Regions from separate parts of the Sus scrofa genome. Here region 1 is linked to region 2. Evidence: chromatin contacts called from public Hi-C data. All regions are on one chromosome and are shown on one strand. Each heading gives the region's core, a stretch centred on a gene start, on an enhancer-like site or on the middle of the called end of the contact. The rest is flanking DNA. Distances are from core to core; before and after follow the strand shown. Region 1 overlaps IPMK (inositol polyphosphate multikinase). Region 2 holds the start of IPMK (inositol polyphosphate multikinase).

Evidence for each region. Hi-C and Micro-C count contacts between places; a contact is called where the count stands out from the background.
Region 1: a Hi-C map of heart right ventricle shows a contact between it and region 2, with 3 times the contacts expected there. The contact joins the enhancer-like site here to the promoter of IPMK in region 2. A contact is called at or near these places in 1 of 5 promoter capture datasets (liver), 4 of 47 Hi-C or Micro-C datasets (embryonic fibroblasts, fetal heart ventricle, fetal liver and 1 more) and 1 of 2 datasets of contacts at active chromatin or transcription factors (alveolar macrophages).

What each region holds. Positions count from the first base shown.
Region 1 is chr14:92,428,048-92,431,157 of Sscrofa11.1, forward strand. IPMK (inositol polyphosphate multikinase) reads left to right here. Exons shown (of 6, transcript XM_021073222.1): 6 at 1-685. Among named protein-coding and RNA genes, the nearest start is that of IPMK, 46 kb to the left of the region's middle. Within about 2 kb of position 1,789, at least 2 of the 83 cell types and tissues checked have an H3K27ac peak or open chromatin away from gene starts, as enhancers often do.
Region 2 is chr14:92,382,010-92,385,102 of Sscrofa11.1, forward strand. It overlaps IPMK (inositol polyphosphate multikinase), which reads left to right and starts at 1,462. Exons shown (of 6, transcript XM_021073222.1): 1 at 1,462-1,996. The coding sequence starts at 1,807. It overlaps CISD1 (CDGSH iron-sulfur domain-containing protein 1), which reads right to left and starts at 293. Exons shown (of 3, transcript XM_021073223.1): 1 at 90-293. The coding sequence starts at 114.

The DNA of each region.
Region 1 (3,110 bases), core at 539-3,038, 46 kb after region 2:
TGGCAATGGATATGAAATTACTTTCAGTCTTACAGAATGATTATATTGTTAAAATGCTTGTTAACATCTTAGGAAGGTTGGAGTTTCCATCTTTTTGGCGTTAATGTTTAAATTTTTTTTACTTATTTTGATAGTGTAAGAGGAAATCGTATTCATGCAATTAAATTAGTAAAATTATACTCTAAAGAAAGTTTTTTAGTTGTTAAAATTTGTCATTACTGGGCTTAAATTTTGGCCTCATACTCATTTACAATATATATTAACACATTTGATTATGAAGTGAAATAGTCTTAAATATGATGTATGATGCACCTGCATATAAATGAAAACGGTGTGCACAAAGACACTTTACTATGGGAGCTGAACTGGAGGATTTTTGAAAGCATGTGATATTGCACCTAAAATTGTGTTCTTAGTGACTATGCTAAATTTATTGTACTTGATGGATGAATGTATTTAGTCAGAGTTACTTTTGTTTAAATGTCTAAGCAATGTCTTTTTTTAAAATGTAATTTGTACTATTGATGGGGGGTGTTCTTGGACTGCAGGGGTTGTTGTTAATGTGTGATTTGTGTTTTTATTTTATAGAATCATCTAATGTGATACAATGATTTTTATATAAGTGATATTTAGATAATTCTAATAACTGTATATTTGACACCCTATTAAAATGTTTTGCATTGGCGCTTTTTTCTTTAATTGTAATATGCTAACAAACTCATGATAGTTTGAAAATAACTTGTTCATTCAACAAACATTTGAGTACATACTATGTACCAAAATCTATGGAAATCATCAGAGATTCAAAGATGATTTAAGACAGGATGTTAGTAGAAGCGTGAGCACGGAAAAGAAAAAAATAGGTCCAGCTATTTTGTATGAATATTTATTTTTTCTATCTTAAGGATTAAAATATTTGGAATCAACCTCATAGGAGAAGTATGCTATAAGAGAAATAAATTGACTTGGCTGTGAAAATGTATAATGTAATTTAAAAACTTGAGAAATAGGTAAGATATTTTGGCATGTATTTGAAATTCCATGAATCAGTTACTTAATTAATGACCAATTATTTTTTTCATTCATTCATTAAAAATGGAGGGCACAGTCCAATATCTCCCCCTTATCTATTTGGCTTTGCGGATTTAAAAAAGTTGAATAAGGGATCTAGTACTTGTCTTCAAGATGTATACTACTTGGTAGAAGAAAAACATAAATGTGGGAAAATGTTATTGGGGCTGTGACTGACAGATCTAACACTCTGGACTTAACTTTGCCAAAGCAGTCAGTGGGTTTATCCCTAATTTCTAGTTTCTAGGTCTATAATTCTGTGTAACCTTAAGTAGGATAATTAATCAGACTCGTGCTCAGTAACTATGCAAATACATGCTATGTAGCTTTTCACAGCTGTTTAATTTTTTTTATAGCTTTCGTAAAGACTTTTTTTTTTCCTTTTTTTACAAAGGGCTCAAGTATCTGACTCTTTGAAATATGATTTTCATATACTTTTGATTTAGGCTGTGAATAGCAGCTAACACTTGCAGCTTCCACACAACAGATCTATAAATAGCTGCAAGTATCACATTGTTCTTAAACTATTTATAGTAATCCTTTTAAAAGGCATTACAAAATTTCTTTCATTTTCAGGAGAAGATATTGAAGGTAAGTGATGACTGTTTTCCTCACACATAACTAACTTTAGGCCAGGAGGTGCTAGGCTGTTCTGTAGTCATTTCCAGAATCATTGTTATTTCTGTCTCTTTCCTCAAAACAGAGCAAAGCAAACTCCTACCAAGTAGCTGCTCTCCCTCCTTATTGCAGTAATCTATTCATAGCCCCTCTAGTGATGGGCTAAATATAACACCTGGCTTACAGTCATACTCCCCACCCAAATTTCTGAGGTTATTCTTGGTGATGTGCATGTATATACAGATGATTTTCCCAGCACCCTACCCTGTCCATAACCACCTTACTTGGGATTTTTGTTTTCACCCCCTCTTCAGCCACTCATTCTTATGGGGACACCCTAGACATTACTCATTACTATCCCACTCACTACCTCCTAAATTTATAATTCCTTCTCCCCAATATGTTTATTTTTATTATTTTTAATAGTCCTTTGTTCCTCTTAATGCCCTATCCCTATCTTGCCCCTCCATCCTTCCCTCCCCACTGGTAGTAACTAGGTGGTTCTTTGTGTATGTGAGGCTGTTTGTTTTGTTATAGTCATTTGTTTTGTTTGGACTTCACATGTAAGTGGTAACATATGGTATTTGTCTTTCTCTTACTTGTACTGAACATTGCATGCTCCAGGTCCACCCATATTGCACATGGCAAAATTTCAGTATATACCACATTTTCTTTATCCATTCATCTGTTGATGGATACTTAGGTTGCTTCCATATCTTGGCAAATGTAAATAATGCTTTTATGAACATTGTGGTATATGTATCTTTTCCAATTAATCTTTTTTTCTTCAGGACTAGACTGAATCATATGGTAGTTTGATTTTTAGTTTTCTGAGGAACCTCCATACTGTTTTCCATAGTGGCTATATAAATTTATATTCCCACCAACGATGTACAAGGGTTTGCTTTTCTTTACATTCTACGAACATTTGTTATTTGTGTTCTTTTTGATAATAACCATTCTGACAAATTTGAGGTGATATTGCAATTTTGATTTGTATTTCTCAGATTAGTGATGTTGAGCATCTTTTCATGTGCCTGTTAGCTATCTTATGTGTGTTCTTTGATAAAAGGTCTGTTCAGATTTTATGCATATATTTAAATTGAGTTGTTTGATTTTTTGATATTAAATTATATGAGTTTATATATTTTGAATATTAACCCCTTATCAGTCATATCATTTGCAAATATTTTCTCCCATTCAAGAGGCTGTCTTTTTGTTTTGTCGATGGTTTTCTTGGCTGTGCAAAAGCTTTAAATTTTAATTAGGTCTCATTTGTTTAGTTCTGCTTTCATTTTCTTTGCCTTAGGAGACAGTTTCAAAAAAATATTGCTGTGATTTATGTCCAAGAGTGTTCTGCCTGTATTTTCTTCTGGGATTTTAATGTAAGTTTCTAGTCTTATATTTAAGCCTTTAATCTA
Region 2 (3,093 bases), core at 212-2,711:
GAGCGGCAGTAACAGCCCAAAGAGGCGCTGAGGGATCTGCAATCGGTGCGCAGGCCGCCAGCCTTACCCACTCCCAGGCCCCACTTCACCTCGTACGCTGGAAGTCGTACTCATGGCGCCGTCGCTTGCAAGGATGTGCACTGGACGCTGAGCACAAACCGGCTCGCGCGGACAGCGGGAGTCAAGGGGCGACCAGCGACGGTCCTAAGGGCACCGACTCCAGGCTGCTACCGCGCAGGCGCCGCGACGATCGGTAAGCACGTGTGTATTATCCGTCAGGCTAGTGCTGAGCATGCGCAGAGCTGTGTCCCGGGCCTTTGGGAGATCTTGAGTCCGGATTTTGACAGCCGCAGGAGGGGGGAGGAGGGAGAGACCTAGAGAAGTAGCGACCTAGAGAGGTAGCAACTGAGTTTGCGCAATCCTTAGGCGCTTGGTTCTGGAGCCCAGGAAAAGGGCCTTTGGAATAGGGAGTCCAGGCCAGGTTTTATGTTTCTCCCAGGTGCGCGGATTTCTCTGGACCGAGAACAAGTGCTGATGTAACACTTGCCAAAATCAGATATCTAAGGTTTTACCCCACATTTTCTTGTTTAGTCTGGTACCTGCAGGGCGAAGTCCAGTTATATGAAATGCCAGTGACAGACACAGGAACCCACTGTGATGTCTCATTCTAGGCTCTCCCCTCGCTCCCACTGTGCATCCCTTTTTTCTGCCTACCCAATTCTCCATCTATTGAGGACCTTGGATCTTGCCTTAACGTAAGGGACCTTGCCTTAACACAACTTCGTGTTGAGGGAGGGGAAAAAAACCTGGCTCTTTTCATTAAGAGAAAAAAAATGATCACTTAAAAAAGATTATTCCTTATCTTTTGCAGTCTGATATAGGTGTCGGTTTCTTTTTCTTTCTTTTCTTAGTTGCTTAGGGGCACCAATTTTCGGAGGGGGTATAGTATTACTTGAAGGGTGTTTTGCAGGCGCGTCTGCTAAGAAACTGCCAGTTTTTACTCCTGTTGTATCTGTGCGGCTGGGGATTGTAGGGAGGTAATCGCAGTTAAAGGGTGGCCTCACAAGTCATCCTGGGCACAGCCACCCTCCTAACTCTCCTAACGCGGGACTGACTGGTCCTCACAATTGGGAGCCTCTGGCATCTTTGAGCCGGACCCCGGTAAGCGTGCAAACGCGCACTGAATGAATGAGGACACAACAGCCCTGCAGGCGTCACACGGCCAGTCAGGGTGGGGACAAGAAAGGCCGCCAGCGTCTTCCCAGCATCCAGGTCGCCTTCCGCTCGCCCTGGCGGCCGGGGCGCACGCCCCGCCGCGGGGGTCCCGTCGGGCGGCCTCTGGGCATGCTCAGTGGCGGCAGCGGCCGCTGGTCGCGCAGTCGGAAGCTTGCGGCGGAGGCGGCGGTGCAGGCGGCGCTGACGCGCGCGCGGCAGCTAAGGGGACTGGAGGACGGCGGGAGGGGGCGGGGGCGCGGGAGGTGGGGCCGCCGTCGCCGTCAAGGCCCCTGGGAGCGCGGGGCGCCGCAGCCGCAGCTCATCCGCTCGGATCCGTCTCCGGGGCTGCGCCGGGGCCGGCGGCGGAGCTGAGGGAGCAGGGAGCCGCGCTCTGCCCAGAGTTGGGCAGGGGAGCGCCCGCGCCTCTGCGGCGTCATGGGCCCCCTCATCGGGCCACAGCGGCCACCAGCCGCAGAAACCCCCGGGCCTCCTCGCGGCCGAGACTGAGCGACCCTCGGTTCTCGGCGCCCCCTCCCTCCGCCCTATTTACCCCCCTGCTCTCACTGCCGCTAACCGCTTCAGCTCTCCGTTATGGCAACGGAGCCACCATCCCCTCTCCGGCTCGAGGCTCCCGGCCCCCCAGAAATGCGGACCCCAGCGGCGAGCGAGGCCGCCCCCGAGGGTACCCCGAAGCCGGCTGGCGGCAGGCTCCGCTTCCTCAACGGCTGCGTGCCCCTCTCGCATCAGGTGGCTGGGCACATGTACGGGAAGGACAAAGTGGGTAAGTGGGGGTGGCGCGGCGTTCGTTGCTCCCCTTCCGCCTTCGAGAGACCCCGGCCGACCGAGGCAGCCTGGTGCTCACCCGCTGGGGAGGCGCCCCTCCGCGCCCTCAAGCCGCACCCCCGGTCTCTTCCGCTTTCCACCAAGAGCCTCGCGACCAGTGCGTGCACCAGGGGCTGGAAAAGTGGGGACATTTCTTGGGTGTGGGGCGTCAGGCCGGCAGCGGGAGGTGGCGAGAAGAGGAGTGTCTAGACTCCCCAGGGAGGGTGAGTACCGATTCGTTGTTGGTGAAAATAAGGAACTTCATCTTTACAGGACGGGAAGTAAATTATCCCCAGAGCACAAGGTCTGTTTATTATAGGCGGGTAGCTAGTATTGCAAAAGAACAGGAATGAAATGCAGATGATGGTAATCTAGTGCTTCTCTTTTGGGTGCAGCTGCATAGCTGGAGGGGAGGAAAAAACAGGTTTTTTTTTTTTTTTTAATGTTTGTTTGTTTGGGTTTTGTTTTGTTTTGAAAGCAAGTCCCAGCTTATCCGGGATCTCTCTCCTAGCCTCCTCGAGAGGCTTTTCTGATACCTCCTGCATTTCTTTGGGAGGCGTGGTTCCAGTAATGCTGAAACACAGGGGGAAATAGAGCCTGCTTGTAGCATGGTACAAGGATAAGACATTCAGTTATTCTTGGTCATCTTTGTAAGACTGTATCGTGGCCTTTCTAATACATTTTTTTAGCTCACAGAGTTAAAAGCACAATCTAGGGCCTTTTTATTCTCTTGGTGGTGTAAAAATTCAGTTTAGGAACTGTAATTCACCCAGCTTACTCAAACTGGTTCCTAGGCCATGATTACATGGGGAATCAGATGAATATGTGAATAATGCGGCTCTTATACCTGGAAACCACAAAGAACAATTTGGTTTCTTCTGGTAAGATGATTCCGGTTTAGGCTGGTAAGATAATACTGTCATTTTTAGGTGAAATGATTGAGGTCAAGGCTGGTTAAATGACAAGCCTAAAAATCACACAGCTGTGTGTAGAATCAGGAAACCAAGGGTCTTGCCTCAGAGCACTGTTTTTTCCCACCATGTATTGTGCTTGCAG